Regions from separate parts of the Mus musculus genome. Here regions 2 and 3 are each linked to region 1. A link is a contact called in public promoter capture Hi-C data. All regions are on one chromosome and are shown on one strand. The core of a region is the stretch at or near the end of the contact, and the rest is flanking DNA. Distances in the headings are between cores, read along the strand shown. Region 1 holds the start of Tob1 (transducer of ErbB-2.1). Region 2 holds the start of Zfp652os (zinc finger protein 652, opposite strand). Region 3 holds the start of Ube2z (ubiquitin-conjugating enzyme E2Z).

The links. Promoter capture Hi-C pulls out the DNA fragments that hold promoters and counts their contacts.
Region 2: a contact with region 1 is called in a promoter capture Hi-C map of pre-B cells, with 5 times the contacts expected there. The contact joins the promoter of Zfp652os here to the promoter of Tob1 in region 1. A contact is called at or near these places in 3 of 39 promoter capture datasets (liver and pre-B cells).
Region 3: a promoter capture Hi-C map of pre-B cells shows a contact between it and region 1, with 4 times the contacts expected there. The contact joins the promoter of Ube2z here to the promoter of Tob1 in region 1. A contact is called at or near these places in 2 of 39 promoter capture datasets (liver and pre-B cells).

Annotation. Positions count from the first base shown.
Region 1 is chr11:94,210,169-94,212,903 of GRCm38.p6, reverse strand. It overlaps Tob1 (transducer of ErbB-2.1), which reads right to left and starts at 1,450. Exons shown (of 2, transcript NM_009427.2): 1 at 1,173-1,450.
Region 2 is chr11:95,711,448-95,714,147 of GRCm38.p6, reverse strand. Zfp652os (zinc finger protein 652, opposite strand) reads left to right here and starts at 1,394. Exons shown (of 2, transcript NR_045780.1): 1 at 1,394-1,520.
Region 3 is chr11:96,063,970-96,066,733 of GRCm38.p6, reverse strand. It overlaps Ube2z (ubiquitin-conjugating enzyme E2Z), which reads left to right and starts at 1,370. Exons shown (of 7, transcript NM_172300.3): 1 at 1,370-1,782. The coding sequence starts at 1,460.

The DNA of each region.
Region 1 (2,735 bases), core at 201-2,700:
GCTCTTCTGGGAGCCTTTTTCTTTTTTATTGTGTACTGCCCCCCCCCCCCACACACACACATTCTGAAATTCCTCTCAGCTGCAAGTATAAGAAAAACAAGCAGCTTAAAACTCCTATTGATTACTCTGCTTAAAGGGCAGAGTTTCTCAGTTTTATTCTTATTTTTAAAAGCCATCTCCTTCCCTCTTCGGATAAACGGGCAGTCCCTGGAGAGGCTGGAGCGAAAAGGTCGACCTTTAAACGTTTGCTGGATCAGCACTGGGTGGGGATAAGAAAAGATCAAGGGCAAAGAGAGGTATTTCCAAGGGAGAGCTATTTGTACAACGAGGTTGATCAAAAAGGGCATTTAAAATAATCAAACTGGTGTGGATCCGTCTGTTCCATTTTCCATATTCTTGGTGACAAAGGGCAAAGAATCTCTCGTGTAGCCCCCAAACTACACTTTCCAAGCCGAAACCCAAGAGCAGGCAGAGAAAGCAGATTCAGCTGGACTGCTTGAAGGTGCAGCCGAGCCCAGACAGGCTGGGTGGAAGGTGGTTTTTAAAGCAACGCCTTAACACAGGACTGTGAAGAATTACATAAACAGCCAGTTGGGTCTCATTAGATTTCTGCTCACAGCGCTGGGAGCCCGAGCGCTACAGCAGCAGCAACAGCCAGAGGAGGTGGAGGTGGAGGAGGAGGAGGAGGAGGAGGAGGAGGAGGAGGAGGAGGAGGAGGAGGAGGAAGAGGAGGAAGACTACTAGACTTGCTCCGGGAGGAGGAGCTCGGCCCGGGGAAAAGGAGAGCAGGCTCTTTAGCTGCCTCAGGGACGCGGCCCGGGCACCGGCAGGTCGCGGCGCGGGCCGCCCAGTCTTCCCCTCCCCCGCCGTAACCTGACCCTGCCGTCCCCCACTCTGCTCCCCGCTCGAGGCTCCTGGGACCTAGCCAGCATCCCGGAGCACCGGTCCGGGCCCGATCCCTGTATCCCGGCGCCCCCTCCCCCTGCCTGGGCGCCGCTGCCCCCACCCCGGGTGCTCCCTCCTCCCGGTTGCCCGTCGGCCGTCAAGCCTCCGGACCAGGTCCCCGGAGCCACTCCATTCCCTTGGGTCCCCGAGGCCGCCCCTCCACACCCGGGCTCGCAGGACGCTGCAGCCACTCCCTCGGCCCCTAGCCGCCGCCCCGCCGTACTTACAAGCTGCTCCGGAGCTGCGGCCGCCGCCGAGCCGCGGCTGGGCGGGGGAGAAGGGGCAGCGGGCGGGGGCGCGGGTGGGTCGGGAGCGGCGAGGCGACGGGGTGCAAGACGTCGCCACCGCCGGACACGCGACGGACGCCTCGGGCGGGTCCGGGAGCTCGCTGCTCTGGCTCAGGGGTGGCGGGGACGGCAAGCTTACACGAGCGCGCTCGCTTCTCTACACAGCCCGGCGGCCCGGCCCTGCGTCCCCGTACAGCGCCCTCTGCGCGCCGGGCCAGAGCTTCGCTCCTTCTGCCGCGGCGCGCGCCCCGCCTCTCGTTTTATAGCCTCCTCCCCGCCCCCAGCCTCCGCGGGGGTGCGCGCCGCTCGCGTCACAGTCCCGCCCTCCCCACCCGGCACCCCCCGGCCGCGCCGACTCCGCCCCTGCCCTGCCCCCCGACGCCATTGGCCAAGTCCCGCCTGCCCACGTCCAGACGGCCGCTGATAGATGGTCACGCCTCCTGAACGCCGCTGTGACCAATGAGCTGAGAGTCCCGAGAGGTTGGGGGAGGGGTTAAGGGAGGCCTTGGAAGGGGATTGGACAAGGGTAGGGATGGGATGGTAGGGATGGGGTGGCAGGGCCCGGGGGCCTGGGGGTGGGGGGTGGGGGGTGGGGGGGGAGGAGGGGGAGCAGGTGGCGACGCGGCGGGGACCGGCCGGGAGGGGCAGCCGAGGCTGGGGGAGGGAGGGCAGAGTACACGGAAAAGGCTGCTTCCGAGCGAGTGCGACTGTGGCCGAGGAAAACCCCACTCCTGGGCGAGCTAGCCTGTGGGTCTCAGCCCATCCCGGGGTAACCGGGACTCGTGCTCCCGATTCATTGAGTATTAATCCCCGCAGGGCCTAGGCCAACTGCCACCCCGAGAGTGACAACTGCAGAACCTGGGGGTGGGGAAGGGAGGCCACGTCGCTGCACCTCCCGCACAGGTGACAGTTTAACTGCCTCTGCAGCTCCCCCTGGCCAAATCTCCCCGGGTCACCTGGCAGCAGCTCGGACATGAGGGTTGCTTGAGACCGTAAGAAAAAAAAATTGTCTTATATCAAACGTCGCAGAGAGCGACACGCTGCCAAACTGCCTGTGTGACTCTGTGTGCGTGCCCACGCGTGCATTTTGAGAACTTTCACCCAGGCCCACAAAATAAACACGAGGCCTCGCTGAGGAACCTGCGAGAGTTTATGAACTGTGCACAGGTGTCCAGGGAATAGGGACGCCAGGGACTCTAGGGGCGCGGATAGGCGCCGTTTCCACAACCTGCAGCCCAGAAATCCGAGTTATCGTCCGGAGTGGAACGGGGCGTTCCTCTTGGCTAAAAATAATTACTCACAGGTAGCAACGATGCCTGATTGGTCGCACTGGACCTTAGCGGCCAGACGATTGGCTGTCTGGTCTCCAGGAGACCGACGTCAAACTCGGACTGGGTAAAGGCGAGAGAAAGTCGAGGGGGAGCCTCGGAGAGAAGGGGGGGGGGGGTTGGGGGGGGGGAGAAAGCGCAGCAGTGAATGAAACGCCCAGGGCCCTGCCTTCCC
Region 2 (2,700 bases), core at 145-2,644, 1.5 Mb before region 1:
GTTGTGAAAAAAACATCTTCCTCCAAAGGCACATTCCTTTGATTGGCACAAGCCACTTCTGACAATGGATCCGCAATGACAGGGGCCGTTCCGCAATCAGGAAGTGTGCGAGTGTGCGTGTGCATATATGTGTGTGTGTGTGTGTGTGTGTGTGTGTGTGTGCTCGCGCGTGTTCCTGATGTTGTTGTTGGGGGAGGGATGAGCTAGATGTAATCAAAGACCGGCCCGCTTCAAAGAGGAGCATACAGGATCTTAAATCCTAAAGACTGACTTCGAGGCAAAGCAGAGACATCTATCATTTCTACAATAGTCATCCCTCGACAACGAACATGTTTCATAGAGATGTAACAGGGGTATCCCTCTCTTTGGTGTCTCCGACCTGGGACTCTTTAGTAAAGCCTGATTGGAGGGGTGGACGAAGTGAGGGTGGAGAAAGGTCTGCATCGCCCACTGGGCTGAGTGTGGTGCTGCGGGTGGCGAGTGTACATCACATGCGTGTTATCTCCTGGTGCCACAATACTCTCGAGGGCTGGAGGTTTGGGCGCAACCGCACGGCGGGGGAGGTAGTGGGTGCAAGCCACCAGCTGCAGGGCAAGAGAATGCTCTCCTCAGCCTACTAACCCGTGCACCCCGGCCACCCCGTCAGGCCTCGAGGCGAACCCACTCGCTGCAAAACTGCAGCTAAGCTGGGGAGAGGGGGCGGGGGTACGGAGCCGGCACCCCGGGCCAAGCTGAGAGCGGCAGACGCGCAGCGCCCGGGGCCTGCCCGCCGGATGGGGGCTGCTCCGGCCTAGCGCACGCAGCTGCCTCGGCGCAGGCTCCTCCGGCTCCGCCAGCCCGGCCGGGCGCAGAGGAAACGCGGCTGCCAGGGCGCCGCCGCGGCGGGAGGCGAGAGCGCGGGGAAGGGGCTCCTACTCACCCGGGCCGCCGCCGCCGCCGCCACCGCCACCACCGCCGCTTCGGCGGCCCATCCCCGCGGCGGGGGCCTGTCGCCGCGCCGCGCCGCGTCGCTCCAGTCCCCACCGCCCGCCGTGCCGGCCCCTCCCCCTGCCCAACGTCTGCGCTCTGGGCCGATCCTCAGACCCGGCCTCGGCCGCCGCCGCCGCCGCCGCCGCAGCGCTACGTGGCCGCCGCTCCGACGTCTCGCGACTCCCTTCCGAGCGCGCGAGGCCGAGCGGGGCCGCGGAGCGGGCGGCGCGCGGGGCGGGCGGCGGGGGAGGGGGTGTGCTGTAGGGATGTCGTGCGCGAAGGGGGCAGGGAGGCCGGCGGGAGCGCGCGCGCGCGCACGCCCCTGCACGCGCCCCCCCCTCCCCCCCGCGCGGTCGGGATCCCGACACCTCCCCCCCCTACACACCCCATCCCCGGCTATGGGGGTCGGCGCGCATGCGCGGCCCTCGGCTCGGCCTGGGCGCACCTTTTCTCCCTCCTGCCACAATGTGAGCGCTCAGCCGAGCAGATAACCGCCGGCTGCCTGCTCCACCCCCGGCCCTTGCCCACTCCGCCCACTCCCGAGCGCCCAGGTAAAGTCGTGGGCTGCGCATGCGCGACGCTTAAGGGGGTGGGGGCGTGGTTTTCAAAAGGAAGCCTGAAGGCAGAAGACGAAGTATCTGTGGGCAGGGGGTTTGAGATCCTAAGAAATAAGAAAACGTAAAAGTGCAAAGGGGGGAGAAAGTGGAAAAGTGGGTCAGAGTGAGATTTGGAAGTAGATATCTTTGACTTATGGAATACGGTTCAAAAAGAAAAAAACCCTAATTGCTGGCCACCTTGTTAGTAGAGAGCAGTCAGTGAGTGACAGAAATAGAAGGGGCGACACTTGTAAGAAGTAGCCATCCACCAGACAAATGGGATAGTTGATTACAACTAGGGGGATTTAGAGACCGCCAGTATGGTAAGCAAACAGGATGGACTGCTGGGCTCATCCTGTGGCCAGAAATAGGGAAGTGTGTGCGTGCGTGCGTGTGTCTGTGTGGTCTGTGTGTGTGCGCGCGTGCGCTAGAGTCCCAGAACTGTTGCAAGAAAGGAAGGCTCCATTGGAAGAAGCATGACCACATTATGACTAATTAGCTATTAATCATTAATATAATTAATGGTACTATTAGCTAACAAGGTAGCATTTATCCAAGCTCAGAGCCAAAAGAGAGTGTCTGTAATTGAAAGTGCTTAGTGTACAGGGAGAGGAAATGACTTGGCAAGTGAAGTCTCCATGAAAAAGACCCAAGATGACATCCCTAAGATCAGGATAACCCTTCCCCACCAGAAACCAAACTTCTGAAGGTCTCTACAGCTTGAATGGAGCTCCTAACATTGTTGGTTTTTATTGTTGGGCTCTACTACATTTTTTCTTTCTTTCTTTCTTTCTTTCTTTCTTTCTTTTACATTGTGTGTATGAATGTTTTACCTGGATGTGTGCATGTGCACCTGTGACATTTGATGGATTCCCCTGGAACTGGGGTTATGAGTGGCTTGTAGGACGGGGGGGGGGGGGGCGGCTAGGAATTGAACCCAGGTCCGCTGTAAGAGTAAGAAGAGCTTTTAACTTCTGAGCCATCTCTCCAGCCCTCTTCTTCTAACATTAAGAACATAGGATATTAATGTTCTTCCACAAAAGCTGACCCCCACATCATAGAAACAATTTCCATATAGATGCAGCTAACTTTTTCTCCCAGAACAGCCGGCCATAACCCACTCACCCAAACCTTC
Region 3 (2,764 bases), core at 121-2,620, 1.9 Mb before region 1:
AGCACTCAATTAATGGCAGCTTCAAAACATAATGTATTCACTATTCCCAGACCCCCGCCCCCAGACCATTTGAGAAAACGCACAAATGTCCAGAACGCAGGCTCTTCACTTGTTGGTTTTTGTGTTTTGAGACAGGGTGTCCCTTTGTTGCCCAGATTGCCTTGAACTCAATTTGTGGCCTCAACTATTTATGTACGATAGTTCCCTCATCATTCCTCAACCTCTCTAGTGCTTAGCTTACGAGCTGTGCCACCACAGGAGCCAGGCTTCTTCGGGAGGAAAAGAAGAAGAAAAAAAAAAAAAAACAAGATCCAAAGTGAGGCTCTGGCTGTTTGTTCTAGAATGAATCTTCATAAATGTACTAAAGTTAATATGAATATTTCATTGGGTGTGGTGGCTTATGCCGGTCATCTCAGCACTAAGAAGGCTGAGGTAAGCAGCTACATATTGGAAACCTTGTCTCAAAAACTATTCATACACTTTGCTATAGAGTATCAATGTGTTTGTTTCGGATGTTGTCTCAGACCAGCTGAAAGGGTTGTGTAAATTCTCAGTCATGCGGTACCTCTGGTTTTCCTACAGTTAGCAAACACACACACAGACTCATATTCCTGTCAGTAGAACAAGGTTAAGGTCTTTTCCCCTTAGTCAGAGTTAATTTTCGTATTACAAATCTCAATATAGTTCTAAGAAATTGAGAATTTCAAACCCGTAACTCCAGGATTAGCGGGTAGAAAAGGTACTGAGCTTGGAATCAAGCCTGATGCTTGACTTCTACCAAGCTGTCAACTTCTGTGTCATTATCTCCAGGGCAATGCCTAGCAACAGCTCCTGGCCTTTAGTATGCCCTTCATAAATAAATATCGAATAAACTCAAATGAGGTGGTCTTTTATTCGCACGTTCTGATTCCGTTCTTCCTCTTAGTCCATCCGCAGTCAGGCGACAATAGTAGTCGATGGGGGAGAAGACCAGACATGATACAGCACAGAGCCGTAGGGATGTGAAGGGCCCTAAACTACTCAAGCTCTTCTTTCGATTGCCCTACAGGGAAGGTGGACCTTAGTCCTACCCTAGGATTGAACATCGATGGTCCCTCCCTTTAAAAGAGAAGCTGTGGGTCTCTCCATCTTCTTTGAACTGTCTTCTCCGACATCAACTCTCCCAACATAAAACCTTTAACCATGGAAGGCTACCAGCATCTCCAGCGGGGCGCAGAATCTGCGCTGGCCTGGAGCGCCAGCTAGTCCGCTAGCCCCCGCCCCCCGCTCTGGAGGACCGTGGGTGGACGCTCTGGCAGCACGCCTCTCGCTGGTCCGGGCGGAGGTGGGCGGAGCCAGCGCCACCCGGGCTGGGGAAGCCGAGGGTGGGGACACTCTGGCCCGGCTCTCGGTGGTGCGGGAGCAGCGGCCGCTCTGGTCGGCGGACGTGCTGCTGAGCAGTCCCGGAAGCGAAGCAGCGATGGCGGAGAGTCCGACTGAGGAGGCGGCGACGGCGACGGCTGGCGCCGGGGCGGCGGGCCCAGGGTCGAGTGGTGTTGCCGGTGTGGTCGGCGTTAGCGGGAGCGGCGGCGGGTTCGGGCCGCCTTTTCTGCCGGATGTGTGGGCGGCGGCGGCGGCGGCGGGCGGGGCCGGGGGACCGGGGAGCGGCCTGGCTCCGCTGCCAGGACTCCCGCCCTCGGCCGCTGCCCACGGGGCCGCGCTGCTTAGCCATTGGGACCCCACGCTCAGCTCGGACTGGGACGGCGAGCGAACCGCGCCACAGTGTCTACTTCGGATTAAGCGGTGAGCCGGGGGTTTTTCCTCCCTCACCCCGGAGCTCCAGGGCTCGACCTTCCCCGCCCCCCACCTTTCCCCATCGGGGCTCTCTCCCGCCTCACGTCTTCCAGGCCCAAACCCTGCGGGCCTCTCTACTGACGGGGGCCTTAAGTGTCGCCCTTTCCCTCCCTCCCGCCCTCTCAGCGCCCGGCCCTACAGCCCAAACAGATCCGCGATTGCCCTCGGGCCTACCCCGCCCCTTAGCGACCTCCGGTGAGCCCTGCAGCTCCGTTCCGGATGCCTTATCCCTACCCCCTCCCGTTCACCCGAAACCTGACCCTTTTGCTCTTCTGTAACGCTCGGTCCCGCCCTTCGCACTTCCCCTCTAACCTACCCCACCAGCTTACCTAAAGGCTGCCCTCAGGCCCCACCCATCAGTTCTCCATCTCTTCTGGAGTCCCCGCTTGGAACATCCTCTACCTGCATTGCCCAGTTGCAGACTCGAGTCAGTCTTCCTTTTTACCTTTCCTTACCTCGTTTCCCCACCATATGGCCCTTTCCACGGGTCTAGAGAGCCTCCCTGACTTTCCAGATCATTTCTTGAACCCCCTTTCCAATCACCCCAAAACTGTCCCTCACACCTGTCCCTGAAACTCTGCGTTCCTACCATCTCTCACTATCACTCTGGATTGTAACATCTTAGTCAAGAACTTTTTTCCTATTATTTACCCCCAAGGTTGTCTGGTTTACTTTTGTAAAGCAGATGTACTCCCTTCAAATACAGGAACAAAAGGCCTAGGGCCTGTCTGTGCTTGTGTCTTGGGTGACCGATCTTAGATCGTATCACTTCATAGATAAATATGTTTTGCAAAAGTGCTCACTTAGTATGGTACCAATTGCATGGCAAAAGATAAGACTGTTGAGCTATTAATTTTGAAACTTGTTTCCTGGTGACCAGACTTAGTCTTTTCATCTTAGCCTCTTATCTGGCTATTATCCCAAACATTCC